Regions from separate parts of the Mus musculus genome. Here region 2 is linked to region 1. A link is a contact called in public HiChIP or PLAC-seq data. All regions are on one chromosome and are shown on one strand. The core of a region is the stretch at or near the end of the contact, and the rest is flanking DNA. Distances in the headings are between cores, read along the strand shown. Region 1 has its middle 14 kb from the start of Lemd1. Region 2 overlaps Gm38446 (a long non-coding RNA gene).

Region 1 (6,008 bases), core at 1,493-3,992:
TTATGTTGTCAAGGCGTGTGGGGTATCTGTGTTGATTTCACACTGTAATACATAGCAGAAGCCAAACTCGTTCGTGCCGATCTGAGAAGAGGGAAAATGAAGCTGTGTAGGAAAGTCAGGAGTGTGTGCACAGGCGAGGAGACCTGGGGGACACCGGAGGCCCTGGTACTATGAGCCTCATTTGTACTGTCTATAAACTGAGAAAAGCCAACCTCCTGCCTCCTAGCATCTCAGGAAACTAGTGGGTCTCGAGCTGGAGAGCGGTAATGGTTTAGAACTGCCCTATGGTCTCACGGCTTACAGCTACTTTAATATAAAATAAAGATCTTTACTTGGGCTTCTCAGAACTATTGACAGAATGCGTGATTGTCGGTCTTGCAAGGAAAGAAAGTCTGAGCTGCATTCAGAACAAAGATTACCAGGTGTTATGAATTATATATCATTAGAGCTCTAAAAAGGATGGAGGGGGTAGGGCAGAGATTCTACTTACTGTGAGGAAATGGGGCCCCAAAGAAAGGACAGAGAACCTAAGCCATCAGCCATAGCCTCAAAGCCAGCCTTCTATAAGGAAGGGCTGGTTTAAGGCAAGTCACGTGACAGCTGTACATGAATTGATAAACTATGGTCTTTAGGCAGGATCTTTCTCTATTGCCCAGGCTGGCCTAGGTACTTACTCTGCTACCTGGGGTGGCCTCGGACATCTGATCCTCCTCCTTGAGCTTCCTGAAGGCGGAGGATTACAGATGATGCGCAGTTTTTGTAGACAGCAGTGGACTGACTGGTCATGGTCAGGATGGCTCTCTTCTCCCAGCTGAGCTTCCTTAATGCCTGGCACAAGGTATTCATGAAGGCTTAACCAGGACAGACCTACATCCTATGCTTTTGACTCAACTGTCAGCTTGCATGCTTGCCCGCTGCTATCTGCATCCGTTTTCACCCTGAAGAAATGAGTGCTATTGTTCATTGAATTCATAAAGTCAGTATTGAATCCTGACCCTGAGCAGGACACTGTGGGCGCCACTGAGGAGAAACAGGATGTCAGCGGTGCCCCCACTCCTTAGGAACTCGAGACATGACAGAAAGCAACATGACAAGACTCAAGGATCCTCTAGGCAGAGCTCAAGCAAAGTGCTTCGGGGCTTGAGAGCCAGGAAAAGCTTCTCAGAGGAGATGGGTTCGGAGCTGAGCCTGGCTGTATGCACAGGCGAAAGCCAATATGGTATTACCATGTTGTGGGAGCCTCTTCTGTCACAAGTGAGTCCACTTGTTCCCAAGTTCCTCTCGGCCCCCAGAGTCTGACTCCTGGCATTGCATTAGTGCTTTGACACAAACCTTTGATCCTACAGGGTTAACATTCAGGAGGGAGGAATGCTGTGTGACTAACAGACATTTCCCAGCACCAGCGGCTGCCTCAGAGGTTCTCCTGGGACAGGAAGGGGGAGAAACAAACCCGAGAGCAGGGCTGGGGAGATGGCACAGTGGTTGAGAGCACTGCTCTAGCAGAAGACCCGGGTTCAGTTCCCAACTCTTATATGGAGCAGCTTACAAACTGCTCGTAACTCCAGTTTCAGAGGATCCAGCGCCCTCTTCTGTCCTCCTCAGGTTCCTGCATGTGCATGGTGCTCATAGGGACAAGCAGGCATAGACAAAAACCCATACATGAAGATAAAATGTAAAGTACCCGAGAGCATCAGTGGACACCTAACCAAGGGCACAGGACACTGTCTGGACAGTGAAGGACAGACCACGCTCAGCATGGACTCTGACAAGGTATTCATAAAGGCTTAACCTGGGACAGACCCACATCCAATGCTTTTAGTTCAAAAGTCAGCTTGGAAGCTTGCCCTATCTGCTCTGTCTCAGACCGTGCTGGGTATAAATACCGGAGCATACACTGGTTCACACTCCAACCTTCCTTCCTCTCATTCTTTCACATTTTGTAAGAGATAGTTTGGAAATCTCAAGGACAACGTACACTCTGTCCCTTCCTTCTGTTGTCTGACTAGAAAGACAGAAAGAGCAGGCTGGCACGGACACTCAAAGTGTCCTTGATGGTCCTGGCTTTATCTTAGATGACTCGCTGGTGTCCTGATAGACCTCATTCCCTACCTATAGAGAGGATGACTGCTGCCCTTCCATCACAAGATGGCTTATGGGGACAGGAAGAGACTGAGGTTCCCAGCTCCATGTTCTAATTGTGCTTGCCTACTGAAGCTGCTTCATGTCCCACAGGTCTCTTAGCCACTTGTAAAATGCAGAGAGTAAAACGCCCCTTGAGTTTCTGTGCCGCCTGCGGTGTGGTATGTTGAAAGGGAATTCTTCCGCGCTGAGTAAGGTAACTTTGTTCAGGCGTTCTCCTAGCTTAGTACCTGGCCCTGGGCAGGTAGGTGTTCAAGATACGGTAACTGAGACGCTCGGTTGGAAGCGTTACAAATAGCCAGTCTGCCTTTCGTATCTCTCACATGTTCTACTGTAGCTAGCGCAGTGCTGGGTGTAGAGGAGAGACTTAGTAAATACAGGTCAAACTGAACTGAAGACGGGTAGGTATGGGGTTGTGAGGAGGGCTGCGCACGCCTGTTAATCCCAGCACTGAGAAGGCTGAGACACAGGATTGTGAATTGAAGGGCAGTCTGTGATAAATAGCAAGGTTCATCTCAAAACTGCAAAAACAGGAATGGTGGGTGCGGTGTGGTGTGTTGGAAGGGAATTCTTCCACTGCAGTGTGCTGAGTATCCTGCAGGAGGCGCTCTAGTCATCTCAGCCTCAGCGGAGCCGGGGTGGGGTGGGGTGTAGGATTGGCCCGGGGAATGGGAGAAGCTCGAAGGAAAAACAGCCCCACGCGTCACTCACATATTTACATCGCAACTGTCAAAACAGTTATTTTTAAGTCGAGTTCCGTCTGCCACGAGTTTAAAACCAAGCTGCGCGGGGGCGGCCTAATGCGCGTGCGCGAAGCCTGGGACCAGGGAAGGTGGCGTCAGGAATTTTGAGGGGTGTGTGCTTGCATGTAGCAGCTCTTCTTTTGGCCACTTTACTCTTAGCTCTGGGAGCTGTGTCTTCAAGATGATGGGTCGGCCGTTCCTGTCCTACAGGAATCAATCAAAGTCTGTAAGGACAAGAGGAAACTGTCCAGTTTTCATTTCCTCTGTCCGTGTCCATGTGTCCCGGGACCCTGACAGCCCCCAACCTGTAAGTTTTCTGCACCTATACCCTCCTAGTTACAAGGTGGGTCAATTTCCACTGCCAAGAGAGCCATCAGAGCCTCTATGTGGAAGCCTGAAGTTGACATGACCCACATTCATTGGCCCTATAAGCCATTCCGAGGAGGACACAAACTGAGGAATTCTATGTGGGTTGGTCAGCACTGGGGTGGGCCTAACCCTTGGGTCAGAAAGCAGCAGAAAAAATGACTTGCTCCCCAATGTCAGGCCTGTAGAGAATTCATTTTTCTCTGGAAAGAGAGGGGCCCGTAGATTTGACACTCTCAGGATGCTTCTGTCCCTCTCGCTCCCTGCTCAGGGGCAATGGGATTTGAGACAGACGCTGGCTGGCCCTGCTGCCATCAATATGTGTCCCAGCCCTGTCCAATGTCTGCTCTATAATGAGTAGTGTTTCGGAATGTCACCTCCATTAATGGGGAAGCGACACCTGTGCACAGCCAGAACCACCTCTCTGTCTTCATTAGGCAGTCCACAGCCTAGCTGCAGGCTGCTCTGGCTCTGTGACAGATGACAGGCAGAGGAGCGAGAGCAGCAGGCTCCTGCTGTCCAGGATTCATTCGCAGACAATGACCCCGAATGCCCCCTCCCCCCAACAAACACCAAAATAGACAGCTGAGAAAAATGTCCTTCTGGAGCAAGGCACAGCAAGGACAGTTAATAGCTAGAAAGCAGGCTTAAGGAACAGAGGAGCAAGTTCCTGGGACAAGCGCCTTTTCTTGTCTCTGATCGCCTATTTAGGGTGGGTTATGGGGTCTCTGCCTCTTTAGCATTCCAACTGTCTTCACAGGCCGCGTTTTTTGTTTTTTTTGTTTTTTCCTCTTCTCATAAATCTGTTTGTTTGCTATGCAAGTCACAGAATGAGATTAGAACTGATGTTCTGACTCTAGATTTCTGTCCATCCCGGGCCTGCACGTAGTCTCCCAGTAAACCCCTGTTCCCTTTAATACTTTACCTTCTTGCCCTCCTAACATAATGGGGCAGCCACATGAGCAGAGCCATAGAATGGCTGGAGATATCGACATGGCTTCACAGGACCCCTATTCCTGTAAAATCTGTCCTTTAAAAAAAGGCCAGAATAGCCAGGCAGTGGGGGCGCACACCTTTAATCCCAGCACTTGGGAGGCAGAGGCAGGTGGATCTCTGAGTTTAAGGCCAGTCTGGTTTAGAGAGAGAGAGAGAGAGAGAGAGAGAGAGAGAGAGAGAGAGAGAGAGAGGGAGAGAGAGAGAGAGAGAGAGAGAGAGAGAGAGAGAGAGAGAGAGTTAGTTCCAGGTGAACCAGGGCTACACAGAGAAACTCTGTCTTGAAAAATCAAAACTAAAAGTCTAGCATGACGGGACCTGAAGACAACCGCAGCACCCAGGAGGATGAGCAAGGGAATCAAGAAGTCCAGGTCAGGACTGGAGAGATGACTCAGCTGTTAAGGGCACTGACTGCTCTTCCAGAAGTCCTGGGTTCAATTCCCAGCAACCACATGGTGGCTCACAACCATCTGTAATGGGATCTGATGCCCTCTTCTGGTGTGTCTGAAGACAGCAACTGTGTACTCACACTCATAAACAAGGAGAAGAAGGAGAAGGAGAAGGAGGAGGAGGAGAAGGAGAAGGAGAAGGAGAAGGAGAAGGAGAAGGAGGAGGAGGAGGAGGAGGAGGAGGAGGAGGAGGAGGAGGAGGAGGAGGAGAAGGAGAAGGAGAAGGAGAAGGAGAAGGAGAAGGAGAAGGAGAAGGAGAAGGAGAAGGAGAAGGAGAAGGAGAAGGAGAAGGAGAAGGAGAAGGAGAAGGAGAAGGAGAAGGAGAAGGAGAAGGAGAAGGAGAAGGAAAGAAGAAGAAGAAAGTCATCCAGGTCAGCCTGGGCTATGTGGTGATACCCTGTCTCAAAAAACCAAAGCAAGCCAGGCGTGGTGGCGCACGCCTTTAATCCCAGCACTCGGGAGGCAGAGGCAGGCAGATTTCTGAGTTCGAGGCCAGTCTGGTCTACAAAGTGAGCTCCAGGACAGCCAGGGCTATACAGAGAAACCCTGTCTCGAAAAAACAAAAACAAAACAAAACAAAACAAAAAAACAAAAACAACAAAAAAACCCCAAAACCAAAGCAGAGAGCTGAAGAGAGCAGATTTGGGTCTCAGAACCATAGGTAGCTCAAGTGTCTGTAATTGTAGACATCCAGTTGCAGATGATTGGATGGTTTCTCCTGGTAAGATATACCTACAGGCACAACACCATAAACATAAAATAAAAATAAATTTAAAATTAAAAAAAATAAAGCAAGGCTTGATAGAAGGTTGTGCAAACATAAGAACATGAGTTTGGATCCCTGGCACCATGTAAAAGCTGCATGTCTCCTTTGTCTCAGCACTGGGCTGGCGTAGCCATGAGGATCCTTGGACCCCATTGGCCATCCAGTCTGGCTTCTGGCTGAATTGGTGTGATGAGAGACTGTTTCAAAAACTAAAGTGAATTCGAGACCAGCCTGATCTACAGATTGAGTTCCAGGACAGCCAGGCCTACACAGAGAAACCCTGCCACCAACAGCAAAGTGAAGAGCTGGTTCAGCGGTTTAGAATACTTTACGCTCTCACAGAGGACCTGGATTTGGCTTGCAAGTACCTCATGGCGACAAACGCCCATCCCAAATTCTAGTCCTATCCTCTTTGGCCTCCATGAGACACACATGCAGTACACTTCTGTACATGTAGACAAAACATCCATACACACAAAATAAACATAAATGCATTTTTAAAATAATGTAAAGAGACATAGCTGCTGATAGTATGAGTCTCCCATAACCTCT
Region 2 (6,008 bases), core at 1,097-3,596, 70 kb after region 1:
TCTGACAGATGTATTTCTTGGAAACGCTACGTACCTGTGCACATACATCTCCAGAGGCTATCCTGTGTAACTGAAGGTACAGGAAGTAAGGATGATCTGTGATTACATGCAAAAGCCGGAGCTTGTCCAACCTCAGTAGCATAAGCAACCTTGATTAAGAGCTTGCAGTATACCTGGAGTTATGCTAAGTACCTTGCATGAATTATTTCATTCACTTCTCTCAGTAATTTTGTGAAGTAGGCATTATATAATGCTGATTTTATATGGAAGGAAGTTAGACTCAGAAGGTTGGTTTGTGATCAAGTGAGGATGTGGACCTACATCTAGCTAATGCTACATTTTTCATTTAAAAAACAAAACAAAAACTTTATTTATTTACTTATTTATGCTGAGTCAGGGCCTCATTGTATAGCATTGGCTGGTCTTGAGCTTGCTATATAGACCAGGCTGGCCTTGATCACACAGAGGTCTGCCTGCCTCTGCCTCCCAAGTGCTGGGATTAAAACTGTGCGCCACCACTGCCCGGCGCTTTAATTATTTTTAATTATTCCTGATAGTTGTGAGCAACAGAACATGGTTTCTGGGAACTGAACAGGGTCCTTTGAAAGAACAAGAAACACTTACCTCAGTGAGCCATCCTTTTGGCTTGAGACCTGAGTCTGTCCTAACCTGACATTCAAGCAAGGATGCTCAGCTCTCAGTCTCCTTCACCTGGCTTTTCAGTAGGTGTTGGGGCTGGCCTGCGGCTCTCATGTTTAAGTCTGGGAGGCATCTTGGAGCTGGAAGAGAAGAGGGAATCTAGACGGGTAGAGAAATAATGGAACCAAGACAACTAGTCTGCTCAAGGTTCAAATTTTTAATGGTAGACACGCTTTATAAAGGAGAGGGGACGCCCATTCCCAAGCTGGAGGTGACCATGTGTAGGATCAGATGTAGACTCTGGAACAGCTAGGCCGACTCCCAGCAGGTAGCAGCAGTGGCAGTGGCTGAACAATAGAATGATCCAGGGAGGCAGGCTCCACCCTAGGTGATCTCCTTAGTGGTGTAGCAAAGTCAAGGTCTGGCTCAGCCTGCTTCTGGCTTGTGGAAGGCTACAAGTAGGCATCTGGGAATTGATTGGACCTAGGGTAGAGCTCATCCCGTGGCTTTCTTCCAGTTTGACTCTGAGTCACTTACTTAAACCTTTAAATCCCCAGCTTCCTCAACCGTGAAGCAGGTTTGCCTATGCTCACTTTACAGAGATGTTTGCAGACATTACTTACGTCAAGCCACGCTCAAGCCCTTGATAGAGTGCTGAGGCTGAGACTTGATGGATTAGTTATTTCTTTATATATACATATATATGTACATATCTCCAACCAGTTAGTAAAGAGCAATATGGAGCACCCACTTCAATCTGAATTTCAGTCCGCCACCACGCCCAGCTAGTCAATAAATCATTTTTAGTTGACCCTAACTATTCCAACTTACCTGGGTTTCCTGTATTTTACCTGGCAATCCTCATTGCACACCGGTCTATAAATGGGAACCTACTGTCTCTGCCTCAAGTGGCCTCTGCTCTCTAAAGATGGATGTCCCATGCCTTGTGTGCCCCTGAGCCCTGGCTGTCCTAACTTAGGGCAACTTTCATTTTCTTCTTCAGTATATTATCCCCCCACCCCTGGGGTCAGAAGCTCGTGGCAACCACAGGCAAATGATTCGGCTTTTAAGAGTATTGCCCTGAAATCTTCTGGTTTAGGAGAAAGGGAGGGAACCATAATCTCTCTCTGGACAAGAAAATAAGAAATTTTAAAATTTAAAGTGAGAAAGTTTGTTAAAATGAGAAAGTGAAAGAAAGGCTTAGCATTGGCAAGCACTGTACACAACATTAAATAATTTTTACTGCCTGTGTGACTCAACGTGGCAATCCAATGCATTTCCAATCTGTCCAAGTAGCTTCACAGGGAAACAATGCACCTCCCAGCACTGCCTGCAGAGGGTCACTCCCTTTCTGTTTTTCCATTAATTTCCAACACTCCCCCTCCCCCGAATGCCTGAAAGCTGCCCATTTGTCTATAGTTTCAAGCAAAAGGGAGAAATCTCTTCCAAAATAGTCCAGCCCTGAGATGGGATCTGAGAAGACCACGGAACTGTGTGGATGTTTTATGCCGGGTGTCTGGCGTGGGTGCCCTGTTGTGTGGAAGGCATCTCTCTGCTGATCTCCTGTCATTTGCACATCTTATGGTAATCCTCTATTGATCTCTGCCTCCTGTCTCACTTTTTCTGTCCCTCCCCTGCTGTGCCCTGTCCTGTTCCATTCCTCTTTTACGATGCTAATTCAACGGTTTCTAATTGGATCCTCTGCCAGACTAATGGCTTCTGACCAACTGGAAGGGCTGGCGTTTACTTACTTGATTTCTATCCCTCCTCCCCCTGTTCTCTGGCCTCTTTGTGAGCAGAGTTTAAATTAGAGGAGATGTCAGCTCCAGCCCTTGTCTTTATGTCTGCTCTGGCCTCTTGTGATTTGGGTGAGGAGAGAGGACCTGAGTACATGGAACCCTTCACTGAACTAGTCAGTGTTGGCCCACTGTGGTGTGTGTGTGTGTGTGTGTGTGTGTGTGTGTGTGGTGTGTGTACCATATGTATGTGGTGTGTGAGTGCTGTGTGTGCTATGTGTGTGTACCATATGTATGTGTGTGTATGTGCACACACGCCTCTTTTGTGTATACCGTGTGTGTGCCAGATCTGTGCAGATGCTTGAAGAGGACACAAGGGAGTCCCAGATCCTTTGGAGCTGGAGTTACCTGCCCACCATCTCTTCAGAGTCAAGCGACAGTTGTCTTAGGGGTTGGATGTCACAATTTCGGCTCATCCCCTTCTCTTCCCTGTTGGAGTCTTGAAGGGAATGCCACACTGGAAACACCATCACCTTCTTATTGCCCTCCTTTTTTCCTCTGGGTTTCCTAAAGGCCCAGCGTAGGGCCTTGTGTGCAACACTTGAGGACTCTGCCCCTGACCTCCATCCCCCACGCCTCTCATGAAATCTTATAACTCCAAATAAAGCAAAAGAGCTGGCACCCTGAACTATTTTCTTAGACTGGATAGTCCCAAATTGAGTTAAAAATTATCCTCATACATGGCTTATTAAATTCACATCCATCGCTCCATAGAATGAGAAAACAATATCCTACAAGCTTCCCAGGTTTGGGAGCTACTTGGTAGAAATAGTCTAACCTCAATGGTCTCCCAGGCCGCTGCCATTCAGGCAAGCTGTTAGCTCCTGGCCCGTCCTCCGGGAGCATTTTTACTTGATTTACTTGATTCGTACTCTCTACTCTCTAGCCTCCGGTGTGTGAGTGCGCATGTACATCCCTCACACATGCACGCACACGCTTCTCTTTAATTGAGCTGTAGCCCATCTCTGTCAGGCATTTCTAACATGCAGCTCACGGATCATCCTGGGACTGCTGTGATAGACGATTGCCTCTGTGGACCAACGCTTCATTAAGAGTGACAGCCTGCATCCAATAGTCACCATGCCACTCCGCTCAGGGACCAGAGCATAGCTCAGCAGGAAGGCTGGGAGACAAAGGGATAGTGGTCGTGGATACAGGGGTGATGGAGAGTCTTGTGGGACAAGGGGCAACTAGCCTGCAGGTCACGGTCTTGTACTCCGTTCTTATGATGTTAGAGCTAAGCCAATACAGGCAATTCAATTACAGAGCCATTTCCCCTGCAGCTGACAGGCCAGTGTTCAAGCCCCAAGAAACACTGAGGATAACTGAGTCTACGCAGGAGGTCCATTGCTTGTGAAATCAACACAGCTTGTGACAGCATGTCCTCCCCGTGCAGTCCTCTCTGCTTCTAGAATTCCATTCTCTTCTCTCTTTTCCTGGGCAGAAAACCAGGGACGAAGAGTGCTCCCTACGCGGCAAGGCTGATTTACTTGGTTACATAAACTCACATTTTTAAAAAATCAGGATGTAGAGGCTGGGACGCTTTTGGTGGTGGAGTGCTTGCCTAGCATTCGCAGGGTTCTGCGTTCCATCTGCAGCCCTGTAAAAATATACTGGGCCATATAATAAATGCTCAAATAAATATTAGATGGTTTTGACAAGCATATATACTCTGGGACCACTACTTCATCAAGTATAATTGCTTAGTGAAGCCTAGAACTCAATCACCTTGGGAAATCTGCTCAGTTTATAGCTACTGAAATTGAGGGACCGGAGGGTTAAGAGACAACCATAGAGAGGGCAAAGGCTGGAAACCTGTAATATCGCTTCATTTACTCCTTGGCCACGCCTACCAGCCCCTCCCATAGAGGAAGACTTCCCACTGTCCCAGCACTCAGTTAGAGGGGGACTTGTGGTGTGCAGGCTTTTTCTCCCCCTGCCCTGTTTTCTCCTCAGAGACTCACCCCAGAGAGAAAACTTCCCTGACACAGAACTAAGAGTCCTCATAGAAAGGTCAGCAAGAAGGAAAAACAGACAAGGGAACAGGAGACCGGACAGCTCAGGCTTTCACTTGGGAGCCCCCACAGAGGGGGCCTTGTAAGAATCAGCTGGCCTGGCCTCGAGGTACTACCCTTCGTGGATGGAGATGCGGCGGCTGGTGGTGGGGAGGCTAGGTCCAGATGCAGGAGCCCGTGGACCTGTCTGCCGCAGTCGGGGCACTGAGACGAAAGCCTAGCTCCTGAGCATGGGAACGGAGTTGGCGTTTCAGATGATGCTGCGGTGGAGACAGCCGAGGAAGCAAAGGAGCCTGCCGAAGCTGACATCAATGAGCTCTGCCGGGACATGTTCTCCAAAATGGCCACATACTTGACTGGGGAACTGACAGCCACCAGTGAAGACTACAAACTCCTGGAAAATATGAATAAGCTAACAAGCTTGAAGTACCTTGAGATGAAAGATATTGCTATCAACATCAGCAGAAACCTGAAGGACTTAAACCAGAAATATGCGGAACTACAGCCGTATCTTGACCAGATCAACATGATTGAGGACCAGGCAGCCTACAAGCTCGATGCTTATTCAAAAAAACTGGAAGCCAAGTACAGGAAGTTGGAGAAGCGATGAGAATCGTGTTCATGTGGCTCAAGTGTTTGTTAATATGGAAGATGTTTTATAACCACTAAGTCCTGAGACTGACACATCATCAGAGCTCCTCAGAAGAAAATGGCCGGTTAAGCTCAAGGCCACGCAATACTGGATGAACTGGAGGGCCATGGCTGCTCCGGAGTCTCCTCTGAGGCGGCATTTCTCAGAAACTCACACCTGGAACTCCTCACCGTTTACTTGAATGCTTCATCATCCATCCAAGATGGAGACTGTAGAGTTCAGGGCATCCCTGGGTTTGCCAGTAGAGTCCAGTGAGGGGACCTGTTTTCCCTGGTATCGGGCATTTAGCATGTTATCTTCTAAAATGGCTGCTTTGTTTTGTTTGTTTTGTTTTCTACTGATGATATAATGAATTGTTAACAAGATTCTAAATTATAAAGGAAAGCAAAACAAAACAAAGAAGAATCAGCTGGCCTTCCATGCACAACTAGGCAGGCAGTTATGGGGTGGGGGTGGGGTGGGGGAGTAGGGGAATGGGAAGAAGGTTGACAAAAGTCTCCCTTTAGGCCTACGGACGATCAGTGAAGTAGTTAAAGAATGTCAGGTGACCCATACATGTCTTCCCTGTGTGGACATTACTTGGGGGTCCACAGGGCATGACATCAAGAACTAATGTAATTTTAGAAATCAAACAACTTTAGTTGCTGAAACGGTGGCAATTTGACTAAAATGGAGGTGCTGTATTAGTCTGGCCCTGGCTCACCTCCAGAAGGCACAGCCGTAAGTTCTACATTTAGGTCAGCTTGTGTTCACCCAGTCTAACTTCTTTGGTAGGATAGGTAGGCTTAGCAACCTGTTGAAGCCGGATGGTGGCGGTGCACACCTTTAATCCCAGTGCACAGGAGGCAGAGACAGGTAGATCTGAGTTGGAGGCCAGCCTAGTCTCAGAGAATGTCAGGACAGCCA

The links. HiChIP or PLAC-seq counts read pairs in DNA pulled down with a chosen protein or histone mark.
Region 2: a contact with region 1 is called in an H3K27ac HiChIP or PLAC-seq map of embryonic stem cells, with 12 read pairs. The contact joins two enhancer-like sites. A contact is called at or near these places in 10 of 39 promoter capture datasets (the HPC-7 cell line, HPC-7-derived erythroid cells, cranial neural crest and 5 more), 5 of 484 Hi-C or Micro-C datasets (bone marrow-derived macrophages, embryonic stem cells, hematopoietic stem cells and 1 more), 8 of 115 datasets of contacts at active chromatin or transcription factors (embryonic hindbrain, embryonic midbrain, embryonic stem cells and 1 more) and 4 of 9 other capture datasets (adipose tissue, liver, macrophages and 1 more).

What each region holds. Positions count from the first base shown.
Region 1 is chr1:132,209,564-132,215,571 of GRCm38.p6, forward strand. It overlaps a transcript of Lemd1 not described here. Among named protein-coding and RNA genes, the nearest start is that of Lemd1, 14 kb to the right of the region's middle. Within about 2 kb of position 2,743, at least 54 of the 459 cell types and tissues checked have an H3K27ac peak or open chromatin away from gene starts, as enhancers often do. A contact at or near this core is called in embryonic stem cells, where this site is marked.
Region 2 is chr1:132,279,750-132,285,757 of GRCm38.p6, forward strand. It overlaps Gm38446 (a long non-coding RNA gene), which reads right to left. Exons shown (of 4, transcript XR_387390.3): 2 at 625-779. It also overlaps the pseudogene Gm7241. Among named protein-coding and RNA genes, the nearest start is that of Gm29630, 4.4 kb to the left of the region's middle. Within about 2 kb of position 2,347, at least 36 of the 459 cell types and tissues checked have an H3K27ac peak or open chromatin away from gene starts, as enhancers often do. A contact at or near this core is called in embryonic stem cells, where this site is marked.